Linked DNA regions of Mus musculus: regions 1, 3 and 4 are each linked to region 2. Evidence: chromatin contacts called from public ChIA-PET and Hi-C data. All regions are on one chromosome and are shown on one strand. Each heading gives the region's core, a stretch centred on a gene start, on an enhancer-like site or on the middle of the called end of the contact. The rest is flanking DNA. Distances are from core to core; before and after follow the strand shown.

Region 1 (2,700 bases), core at 45-2,544, 150 kb after region 2:
GATTTGTTAAGATTCTTGGAGTGTGTGTGTGTGTGTGTGTGTGTGTGTGTATGCTTATGTGTGTGAGTGTACATTCACCCATGTATGTATGTATGTTTTGATACTGTTTCACAAGACACATATATGTTTAAAATCTTTTTCTCTGTTTTAAATTTCATGATATTTGTAAGCAATATTTCTACATTTAAGCACTGTTGCCTTGCTCTGAAACATAACATTTGCTGTCAGTCATGTCCAGTATGGGATGGGTGCTGGAGACAGAACACATGGCCTTCTGCGTGCTAGACATGCACTGTACTGCGGAGCCACAACACCAGCCCTTCCGTTTCACATCTCCTAGACCCGTATGGCCTCTGCCTTTACTCTATGTCCCACATTCACAATCAGTGCGGAGCTCCGCCGCCACCCTGCTTCAGGCTCCAGCCTTGGTGGCCATCCCGAATTACATGCTACCTCTTGCTCTTGGTTCCTTCTCAGATACTCAGGTGCTGCTTCTCTGTGGTGGTGCGTGCGTGCGTGCGTGCGTGCGTGCGTGCGTGCGTGCGTGCGTACAGTGGTTTTCTAGCTTTGAATTGGACCAGGGTCACTTGTCTCTTCTCTTTCTATCCAATTGTTTTTTTCCTCCGCTCTATAAACAAAAGATACAAGAACCATCATTAACTGTGTCCCTCCCTAGTTCGGTCGAGTATAAGAAAGAGTTTTCTGTATTTTTATCGCTTCTCAGAGTAGCTACTGCTAGCTTTATGAGCCTGTTAACTTCAGTGTAGTGCAGTAGCACATGCCTGCAGTCGCAGCTCTTAGGTGACCTGAGCAGGAGGCCAGCCTGGCGGAGCTGTGCAACAGGACCCTGTTCCTTAGTTGGCCACTTCCTGCGCAGTCTGGCTGCTGCTGTGGTTTTAACTTGGTTGTGTTCTTATTGGTTTCACTCTGTATCAGGAATGTGGGCAGGGACTTCTGTGGCTCATTTCCCACCAGCACTGTGGGGAGGAGTTGATCGATCTTTCTTCTCTCCTCACTGAAGTAATCTCTCCCTGAGAACAGTTACCGTGCATGTTCATTGCTGTGCTTTTGATGGCAGAATCTCAAGGTGGAAAAGTCCTGGTGTAGCTGGTTACCAGGAACAGAAATTCACCAAGACTAGCTGGCAGAGAACCGGCTGAAAGTGTTGGCACTCACAGGAAATCATGAGAGACCACAGGGAACTCGGATCAAAACACTGCATTCCTGCCTCAGAGGGCCAGAAAGCTGTCAGAAGCCCTGGTGACCGAGAGCATCTGTGTCCTCTAGTTCCAGGGTTGTGCTGGCTTAGCTCTGGCATCTCTCCATTCTTCATGGCTAGCTAGCTCCTGTTCACGCAGTTCCTACTGTGTTATAGCTCGGCCTCTCCTTGGTCTTCTGCAACTGCTCTTCATGAGTTCTGTAGTAAGTGTACCCTGTGGTATTTGCTGGCTCAGCCCAGCCTTTTAGTTCTAGACCAGCAGTCCCACAGTGACAGGCCTCCTCATATTAGTTCTTACCCAGCCCTAATCCCTGTAGCCAAAAGATGGATGCCTTCACTGGCAGCTCCAGTTTCATGTTGCTGTGTAACAATCTACCTCAAAATTGGGGGCTTAGCCCCCCCATTATTCTATACATTAGCTGTGCTCAGCTGGGTGGTTTTCCTGATCCATGTGGTGGTGGTCAGGGCCAGGGGAAGGCTTTGCTTCATTGGGAGCTCACATGGCTTAGAAAATGGAGCAGGCTTTACTTGGCTGGCATCTCACCTAAGAGCTTGGGGTGTGTGTGTGTGTGTGTGTGTGTGTGTGTGTGTGTGTGTGTGGCAGGCTAAAGCAAGCTGCTTACAGCCCAAGCCGTCATCAGATGAAATACCCAGCTGGTCCTTCCCCCCGCCCCCCCCCCCATGCCCTGCACTGGCTGCCTTCAGAAAACAAGGATGAGAGGGAAACTCCAAAAGTAATTAGAGACTTATTCTCCCTGGGAACATAAGATTTCTGCCAAAAAAAGTCAATAAACCAGGTTGTGTCTGTACAGACATGATCTAGATCTTCTTCATGTATCCTGGGCACAGTGCTTACCTTAGAAACCTGAGGACTGTCACTCAATTCTTTTCTAAAATTTAATGTGGTGGCCCATGGATGACTCTTCCTCTAGATATTCTCGGCTGTTTTAGTGACTGTACTACAAGTGAGATCATATGTTGCCAGCTTTTCTGAGAAGCTGTACTTGACTGGAAGCTACTTTTCTATTTAAATAGTGTGTGAGTGGCTCAGAAAACCCGACAGTCCCAGTGTTCATCATTAGGCTTTTTTCACCACAGCATATCCCCCAAGACCTTACAGTGCGCAGTGATCTTAGCAAATGTGTGCTCACACAGAAGGTGCGTGGGGGAAGGGTCCTGTGTGTGCTGCTTCTCCTAGTACTGTCGGAGGTACAGAGCTGATCCTGAGCACTCCTCACTCTGCAGACCCTCTCTCTTTCCTCCTGGATCTTGGTCTGGAAGCTCTCCCTGATTTCCTGCTTTCTGGGTCCAAGCTGTGGCTCACTTCCGTGGTCCAACTGCTCCTGAAGCCTCCTCCCAACCTGTCACCAGAATGTCAGTGGATGAGGCTGCCTTCCCTATGACAGATCCATGACAGGGGCATGAGTCAGAGCCAGTTTAGAAAACATTATAGTCTAGATACCATGGTGCCCAGCAATGGC
Region 2 (2,700 bases), core at 116-2,615:
CCTTGTAGCAAGACTTAGGTATAACTTTAGAATTTTCACTCTGGAATGTCATGGAAGGGAATCATGTACGTATCTAGCACCGATATGCCTCTACCAGCAACGTCTGTTCATCTTCGAGGAGCTTGGCTCATTTTCTGTGGGTTGGTTCGCTTAAAAGCACAAAGCAAAACTTAATTGGAATCTGCCTCAAACATTTGCGTCTTAGACACGGTGTTAGAAGTTAGGAGTAGGCAAATACGAGCATTTTGGAAAAGGAGAATTTACATGGATTTATTTTCTTTTAGATTTTAAACTTGAAAACCTTTACATTTTAAAGTCTAACCATCTCATCCTGTGATCCATAATCCATACTTTTCCATTACTTTGAAACTATTTGTGTGAAAATATTATTTATTTTTATGCAAATGTTGGTACAGAACAATCAGATATCAGGTAGGATCCATTGCCTTTAGGTGAGATCTGGAAGTTGGCATTGGTGACTTTCACTTTCTGGGCACCGATCTATCCTGACATGCACCTAGACCCTTGAGCAAGTCTATTAGGGTTTCTATAGCTGTGATAAAAGGTAATGGCCATAAGCATCTTTTGTTTTGTGTTGTTTTGTTTGTTTTCGAGACAGGGTTTCTCTGTGTAGCCCTGGCTGTCCTGGAACTCACTCTGTAGACCCGGCTGGCCTCGAACTCAGAAATCCACCTGCTTCTGCCTCCTAAGTGCTGGGATTAAAGGCGTGAGCCACCACTACCCTGCTGACCGTAAGCATTCTTGTGGAGGAAAGGGTTTATTTTATTTTATAGCTTATAATCTAGCATCCAGGGAAGTCAGGGCAGGAACCTGGAGGCAGGGACGGATGGAGGAGGGCTGCTTCTGGCTTGTTCCTATGGTTTGCTCAGCCTGCTTTCTTATAGAACTCAGAACCACCAGCCCAGGGTAGCACTGCTTACAATGAGCTGGGCCCACCTACATCCACTGTCAAGAAAATGCACCACATGCTTGCCCACGGGCTAATCTGGTTGGGAATTTTCTTAACTTAGGTTCCCCCATCCACTATGACTATAGGTGTGTGTCAAGTTGACATAAAAGTAGCTCACACAGAAAGCAGGGATACATTGAACTTCTGCTCTTTATTTTACTTTCATTGCTGAGGATGTAATAGATGAGGCCCCTGAGCTGGCTTCACAGCAGAGCATTTGCCAGTGGAAGTGTGGAATCTGTAGGAGTTCTGGTGTGTCTACCACGGTGCACCCATATGGGGTGAGAGGATATAGACTGATGGTTGAGAGAGGTTGGGTGTCGTGCAACCAAGTGGGAGGAGAAGCCACACCCAGTGGGAGGCGTCCTGTGAAGCTTTATTTCTGGGAAATGGTCAAATTGGGTTTGTGGCTGTGTGCAGAAGAAAAGATTTGCAGGAGATCCTGTAGAGCGGTGCTGTATACTCAAGGTTCTGAGGTTTCTTTTGATGTTCTCCAAGAACTTCTGGCAAGGCGGGTCCCTTCAGCCCACGCTTTTGTAATAAGCCAGTTAGCATTCTTCAGTTGTGAGCCTCTGTTGGTTTTCATCATTTACGTGTGAATGAGGACTGCCCAATAGTTACTTTTTGTGGTCTTTTGGAAAGTGCAGTGTTCATGGATGCCTTAGACTGTGCTGGTAAGAAAGTGTTGGTCCCAGGGAATAGACCGTCAGATGTAGGCAGATAATCTGACTTTGCTGATTATCAAACAAACAAACAAAAAACACCCCCATGTCCTGAGTTACCTCTAGCTTTCCATGTCCCTATTCATTTTTGTCAATTGTGCTGTCTAGTAATCCTGAAAAACTGAGTGCATGATCTCTGGCACTGTTGTTAAATTGGCAGAGCCAGGGACATGCTTTTTCACTTTTTAGCCTTTTCAGATTTGGGTAAAGACAAAAACAAAATCACCACCCCCACTCGCACCCCCACATTAATAATAAAATCATATAGAATTTGTTTCCACCGAGGTCTACTGGTTTTCTAGAGAACCAGGTGTAAGGGAGTTTGTGTAACCGAGGAAAGATGTGTAGGAGACCTTTCAAAGAGGCAGACTTTGTAGGGGGAGAGCTTACTGGTGGGCTGGCCTATTTGGTGGCTTATTGGCCCTGTGAATGAGGTCTTTCAGTTCAGTCTTTGCTGTTCCCACACTGGTTGCTGTTCAAAAGCTGGGAGTGCTTTTATCCAGCTGCTGCTCTGGACACACAGCCTGTAAGCAGAAAGCCACATGCATCTGCAGGCTTGAGTCAGAAGTGCTTTGCAGTTGGCAGCCTCATTGCAAGCAGAAGCCACGGACTCCAGGAAAAACAACAGACTGTCTTTTAAAATTACTTGGTTTCCATAGCCTCCTGTTCAAATATGTACTGGGTTCTCTCCCTAATGACACACATGGCATCGGAATGGCTGTCCTTAACCATATAGAGACAAATAGGGTGTGTGGGCACAGGGAGTGATGCAGGTAGATGTAGCCAGAAGAGACAAAGGACTTTCATTCTGCTGTGCGCACACTATCCCAAAGGTGGTAGAGTGGTCCTCATTCCCTTCTTGGCACCACATGTCTCTGATATCACTAAAACAAAACCTAGAAGTCGCAGGGCGGACTTCAGTCTCACCCTCTGTATTAAACTAAAGTAGAAGGCCGCTCATGGAGATGGCGCTCGAAAGGCTCGCTTCTTGTTCTACCTGCAAGTCTT
Region 3 (2,700 bases), core at 176-2,675, 200 kb after region 2:
GCACAGAGACAGAGCCTTTCTACATGCCCAGGAGAGTGTAGAAGGCTCCAGGAGCCGGAAATGCCCTGGAGAAGCATAGAGGGTTGAGAGAAGAAGTGGCTGAAGAGGTAGGTGACTCTAGAATTTGTAGTCAAATATGGTGGGTAGCAGAAACCAGCAGAGACACATGATCCATACCTTAGGAGAGTCAACTCAGCAGCTTGGCTCAATTAGGAGAAGTTAGATCCCTTGGAAAGGGGGCCATTTGTGCCTCCTGGGTTTTTGGCACCAGATGCATAAACTGGTGACATTACCATGCAATGGTATATTTAAGGCTTTATTTTAGACATGAGAGCAAGAACAGCCAAATGCATCTGGAAGAGCCTAGAGAGAAAGAAGTAGCCTGGACATGGCATGGAAAAAAAAACCAGGAGAAAAACGAGAGAGAGAGAGAGAGAGAGAGAGAGAGAGAGAGAGAGAGAGAGAGAGAGAGAGAGAGAGAGGAGAGGGGGAAGAATGAATGAATGATTATATCTGAACTAGGAAGGTTCTAAGAAGAATGAGTGGCTGAGGAGAGAAGACTGAGCGTGAGGGAGTTTGGGGTAAAGGACGGGGTGAGTAGAGACACACATCCCTTCTGTCTTTTGAAATTTGAGGAAATGGAGTTTCTCTTGGATCTGACAGTAACCAAAACCATTGGGAATAGTCTATAATGTTTTGGATAATGTTATGGGACCCTTTTTGCCAATAATTTAAAAAAATATATATATAACCCATTCCTGATACTGAATGGACCTAGATGGGGAAGGGGAAACAGACTACAGTATCATAAAGGGATAAAATGGAAACTAAAATAATAGGTGTGGTGGTTTGACTAGGTACCCCCCTTACACCCCACCCTCCTGCCCAGACTCATGAGTGTGAATGCTTGGCCCATGGGGAGTGGCACTATGGAGTAGGTGTGGCCTTGTTGGAAGGAGCATGTCACTGTAGTGGGCTTTGAGGTTATACATGCTCAGGGTTATACACTCATTGATACAGCCTCCTTCTGCTGCATTCGGATCAAGATATAGAAGTCTCAACTCCTTCCGCAGCACCATGGCTGTCTGCAAGCCTCCCTGTTTCCTGCCATGATGATAATGGACTGAACCTCTGAACCTCTAAGCCAGCCCCAATTAAATGTATTCCTTTGTAAGAGCTGCCTTGGCCATGGTGTCTCTTCACAACAATGAAACCTTACCTAAGATAGAGAAGTAAATGAGAGGCCAGGTTAAAGGAGGGTAGGGAGCAAGGGACAGCAAAGCCACTTGGAAACCTACTATTGTAGAAGCTTTCTCTGATAGTGAATATATAAAAGGAATCTAAATGGAGCCACCGTAGAATGAGGAAGATGACGTCTTACTTTCACGATGGGTGGAGGGTGGACTGTTTCCTGGCTTACCAAACCCCAAGATGAGGTGGCTCTAAAATTATACTGTATGGTGAAACCCCGGAGCAGCTCAGAGAGGCACAGTGCTGGTTGTTGCTTGGTCACCTCTAGGTGACCCTGTGGTTACCCTCTCTGCAGTGCCTGCCGCAGGCTTTCTTTGAATCTCTTAGAAACAGGATTCTGAGAAGCCAGCAGCAGCCTCGTCCCCACCCTGCAGGCCTCACACAGTTGCATTTTTATAAAAAGTTTTATTTATACTTCATGTGCATTGGTATTTTGCCTATATGTATGCCTATGTAGGGGTGTCAGGTCCCCTGGTCAGTTACAGACAGTTGTGAGCTGCCACGTGGTTGCTGGGAATTGAACCTGGGAAGAGCAGCCAGTGTTCTTAACCACTGAGCCCTCTCTCTAGTGCATTTTCCTTCTTTAGGTGGCCAGCCAGAGGGTCTGTGCTCTGGTGCAGGCTGTTGTGGATTGAAGCTGCAGAAGCTGCCGTGGCTCTGCAGAGCCTTGAGTTCAGAGCTTATGCTACCCCAGGCTTCCTTGGTCAGTGGTGGGCCTCAGGGCTGAGCAGTGTCCAAGACAGACATAAAGTACCTGCCCTGTTAGCTATGTGGGTGACAACTGGATGTAACCACATACAGTACTGTTGCAGGGAGCCAAGCATCTGCCTGAGATGGAGAAATGGGCTCCAGAGCTACTGTCCACAGTGTCCCTCTTAACTGGGAGAGGGGCATCCCCAGGGTGACTGAGGCAGGCAAGCTTGAAAGACGCTAACATTTCCCGACATTGGGTTCCATTCCAGGCCTCTGGCCTTCATGTTCCTGCTGGAGGAAAATGACAGTGGCCTTTCTACCCCATCATTGCTGCCTATGCCCCGTTTGCTCATCTGCTAAGCCCTACATCTCTCTAGCTAGACTGTAAGTTCTAAAGAGCTAGAGATCCATCTTTTCATGGTGAGTCTTCAGCTCTGGGCAGGGTTTGACAAATGCCAGATCCTCAATAAATAGTAGCAGCTAAGATATGGGCCCTGGTTTCAAGGAGGACGTGGTGACCAACTCTGCTATGAATACACACAGTAGCAGCAGGGAAGGCCGAGGAAGACCTGCAGCCTCAGGACAGCTTGGAGATAAGTCTCACTAATTTGGACATGGGAGGAAGATACCACCACTGCACAATTATCCACCCCCAGAGCTTAAAGCCACCTCCACCTGTCAGTCTGCTTGTGATGTAAAAGAACTTGGTTGTATACCTTTGCTCTACAAGGCCTGCCCTGTTTTGTGTGACCTGGG
Region 4 (2,700 bases), core at 20-2,519, 230 kb before region 2:
AGCAAATTCCCATGTATGCTACAAATACTGGCCAATAGATAAAAATCTGCAGTTATCAAATGTTTAACCCTAATGTAGTGAGAAAACGGTCCAATATTGTGCGATTTAAATTATTGTGATAGACAAGTACCTATTTCACATTATAAATGCTTAATTTGAATTCCAACTTAAGTTAACATCGGTCATAAGTAGTATAAATTTCTTCCTTTACCTCTAAAATGGAAAAAAATTTTAAACGAACATGCAACATCTAACGGATTTGTGATTAAATGGCTATCAACGTTTGTTTTCAGTAGCCCAAGCTAGCCTGGCAACGCCTCAGTCAGTCTGCTGGCGGCGGCAGCGGCGATTACAGCAGAGCTGTCCGGTCCCGCTTTCCCCGACCCCCGCCCGGCTCAGGCCTCTGGCTCCTCCCCCAGCCCACGCAAGCCAAGCTCCCGCAAAGCCGCCTCCACCCCACCCACAGTCACCAGGCGACAGGGCCCGCCCTCAGCCTCCCGATAACCACGCCCTCCGGGTCCTTTCCACGCCGCGGCCAAGCCGCCAGGCCGCAGGACCCGGCGCGGCCAGCCTAGGCGCCACCTGGCGGAGGCGCCCGCGCTGCGGCGCTCCGACCCGGAAGCCCGGGCGCTCGTGCGGAGGAGCTGGGCCGCGGGGTGGGGGCTGGGCCGCGGCAGGCCTCGCCTAAGGCCTGCTCCTACGGGCACCGCGGCCCAAAGGCGGGAAAGAGCCGTCACGTGACGCCCAGGCCGTGCACGTGGCCCACCCCGGGGCTGCCCGAGGTCCCCAGGGCTGCCCGCCATCTCCCCGCAACCCCTCAGTGCTGGTGTAGGCCGCAAAGGCAGCAAGGCCGCCACTCTTGTCCTCCAGGCCTCACCCTGGGGGCTGTCCGGTGGGGGAGGAACCCAGAACCGGAAATATGAAAGGACCCTCTTTATGCCCTCTCCCCACTTCTCTGTGCTACACCAGAAAAGGCCGATTTTTAAACCTCCGCGTAAGGAATCGCGGCCTCCGGCTGGTCTTGCACTGCCACCCCGGGGCCTGCCCTCGACTCACCATGATGGCGGCCAGAGTTCGGGTGGTAAAACCTCGAAGGTGGAGCAGAAGCCACGCGACGGGGCAGCTACGTGAGGTGGCTGCCTAGCCGGCCAACGGGCAAAAAAAAGCCGAGGCGGTGGTGGAAAGAGAGCCCACGGCCACGGAGACAGCGGAGTCCCGAAGCGAGCGTGCTGAGGGTCGCCGAGTCACTGAGGCGTGGGCTGCGCGCCCCGGGGGGATGACTGTGCGTGGCTGGCCTCGTGACGTGCTACAGCCAATAGGCGGCAGCGCTAGGGCCTCGCAAGGGGGGCCAGGGGACCCACGTCGCCCACGGAGTGCGTGAGGGGTGCGCATGGAGCATGCGCGACATCTACGTAAGGGTCTCGGCTGCCGAGCAGGCCCGAGCCTCACTGACAGACAGATGGACCGACTCCTGCCACTCCCTAGCCCCCCCAGGACCGTGTCCGAAGCCCCTGTGAAATAAGTCCTGGGCAGGACGGTGCTCAGAGTTCTGTCAGGAAAGCATTTATTCAAGTCATTACCTCAAAAATGGCACCTCGAAGGCATGGCGTTATCCCGTCAGCAAAGCTTGGCGGCCGAATTTAAAATTTACAAAATGCCCGCAGAAATAGAAATTAATAACGGGCGGCACGACTAGAGAGCAGGCCTTGCCTGGCCGGGCCCCTTCACCCTCTTTTTCAGCCACATTGAGAAGGTTGAGTCCGGGTGCATGTGGAAGGCGCACCTCATGCCTCACGGGCCGGCCCGTCAGCCATCAGGACTTAGTTTTTTTCTTCCGTTTTTTTTCTCCCCCCCCCCCGCCCCTTCAAATAAATGCCCGAATTATCCGGTACAAAGGACACAGCAGTGACCAGACCACACGAGAGAATATCCCTCCCTTCGTGGAATTTAGGTTGCAGTGTGAGCGTTTCTCTTGTAGGCTTTACAGAAACAAGCTAGGCCAGCTGAGAGAATTCTAGAACATTCTCAAGGCCAGAGAAACGGGGCCTACCTACCTACAGCAGAGCCGAGCTGTAGGGTGCTTGGTGGAGATAACCTTACGGCAGAACCACCTAGTACTTATACCGTCCTGACTACCTTTTGTACAGATGATAAGTATTACAGCTTTTTTTTTTTTTAAAGCTGGCAAAACAGCTTAAGATTGCCACTAACCATGCAGCAATGATGGAGAAAATAGTATTAAAATAATAAATAAAAATAAAACAAATAAGGGTAGATTGCACCTATTTGAAAGGGGGGAAATTCCAAAATTCTGAAACTAAAATTAAGCTCGAAACTACAGCGGTGAAGATCCGATTCTCCACTGGCCTTCGGTAGGTGGCTACATGGTGGTGTGAACAGTCTAACAAAGGGCCTGGACTGTCCTCATTTTAGTGTAGAGAAGAAAAAAACCCACTACAGACAGCTGGAATGGTTGGTTAATGAGCAGCGGAGAGATGGCTCTAAACTCTGTAGCTCCAGGCCTTCCTGCGTTGGCTGGATGGGGAAAGCTGAAGCGGTGCAGCCCGATTTGGAGCTGAGCACCTTGCAGCACACCGGTGTTCTGGCAAGGCATCATCCTGAGGAAAAGCACGGACGTGAGGGGACGGGGAGCACCGTGCAGACTAGAGCAAACCCAAAACCATCTAACTCTCATTGGTG

What was found. Hi-C and Micro-C count contacts between places; a contact is called where the count stands out from the background. ChIA-PET counts read pairs in DNA pulled down with a chosen protein or histone mark.
Region 1: a contact with region 2 is called in an RNA polymerase II ChIA-PET map of memory CD8 T cells, with 112 read pairs. The contact joins two enhancer-like sites. A contact is called at or near these places in 6 of 484 Hi-C or Micro-C datasets (the C2C12 cell line, CD4 T cells, the HL-1 cell line and 3 more), 7 of 115 datasets of contacts at active chromatin or transcription factors (CD8 T cells, large pre-B cells, memory CD8 T cells and 3 more) and 3 of 9 other capture datasets (adipose tissue, liver and pancreatic islet).
Region 3: an RNA polymerase II ChIA-PET map of memory CD8 T cells shows a contact between it and region 2, with 200 read pairs. The contact joins two enhancer-like sites. A contact is called at or near these places in 6 of 484 Hi-C or Micro-C datasets (the Ba/F3 cell line, CD4 T cells, CD8 T cells and 3 more), 6 of 115 datasets of contacts at active chromatin or transcription factors (the 230-238 cell line, CD8 T cells, bone marrow-derived macrophages and 2 more) and 1 of 9 other capture datasets (liver).
Region 4: a Hi-C map of cerebral cortex shows a contact between it and region 2, with 4 times the contacts expected there. The contact joins the promoter of Dazl here to the enhancer-like site in region 2. A contact is called at or near these places in 9 of 39 promoter capture datasets (the C10 cell line, the HPC-7 cell line, cranial neural crest and 6 more), 18 of 484 Hi-C or Micro-C datasets (the AML12 cell line, the C2C12 cell line, the HL-1 cell line and 10 more), 13 of 115 datasets of contacts at active chromatin or transcription factors (the HPC-7 cell line, bone marrow-derived macrophages, embryonic basal ganglia and 9 more) and 6 of 9 other capture datasets (adipose tissue, bone marrow-derived macrophages, embryonic stem cells and 3 more).

What each region holds. Positions count from the first base shown.
Region 1 is chr17:50,677,202-50,679,901 of GRCm38.p6, forward strand. The region is part of intron 5 of Plcl2 (phospholipase C-like 2); the gene reads left to right. Among named protein-coding and RNA genes, the nearest start is that of Gm41598, 110 kb to the right of the region's middle. Within about 2 kb of position 1,295, at least 149 of the 459 cell types and tissues checked have an H3K27ac peak or open chromatin away from gene starts, as enhancers often do. A contact at or near this core is called in CD8 T cells, group 2 innate lymphoid cells, memory CD8 T cells and 1 more, where this site is marked.
Region 2 is chr17:50,523,821-50,526,520 of GRCm38.p6, forward strand. All of the region lies in intron 1 of Plcl2 (phospholipase C-like 2), which reads left to right. Among named protein-coding and RNA genes, the nearest start is that of Plcl2, 16 kb to the left of the region's middle. Within about 2 kb of position 1,366, at least 49 of the 459 cell types and tissues checked have an H3K27ac peak or open chromatin away from gene starts, as enhancers often do. A contact at or near this core is called in CD8 T cells, Th1 cells, cerebral cortex and 5 more, where this site is marked.
Region 3 is chr17:50,728,301-50,731,000 of GRCm38.p6, forward strand. No RefSeq gene overlaps it. Among named protein-coding and RNA genes, the nearest start is that of Gm41598, 61 kb to the right of the region's middle. Within about 2 kb of position 1,426, at least 76 of the 459 cell types and tissues checked have an H3K27ac peak or open chromatin away from gene starts, as enhancers often do. A contact at or near this core is called in CD8 T cells, Th1 cells and memory CD8 T cells, where this site is marked.
Region 4 is chr17:50,292,351-50,295,050 of GRCm38.p6, forward strand. Dazl (deleted in azoospermia-like) reads right to left here and starts at 1,270. Exons shown (of 11, transcript NM_010021.5): 1 at 1,057-1,270. The coding sequence starts at 1,059.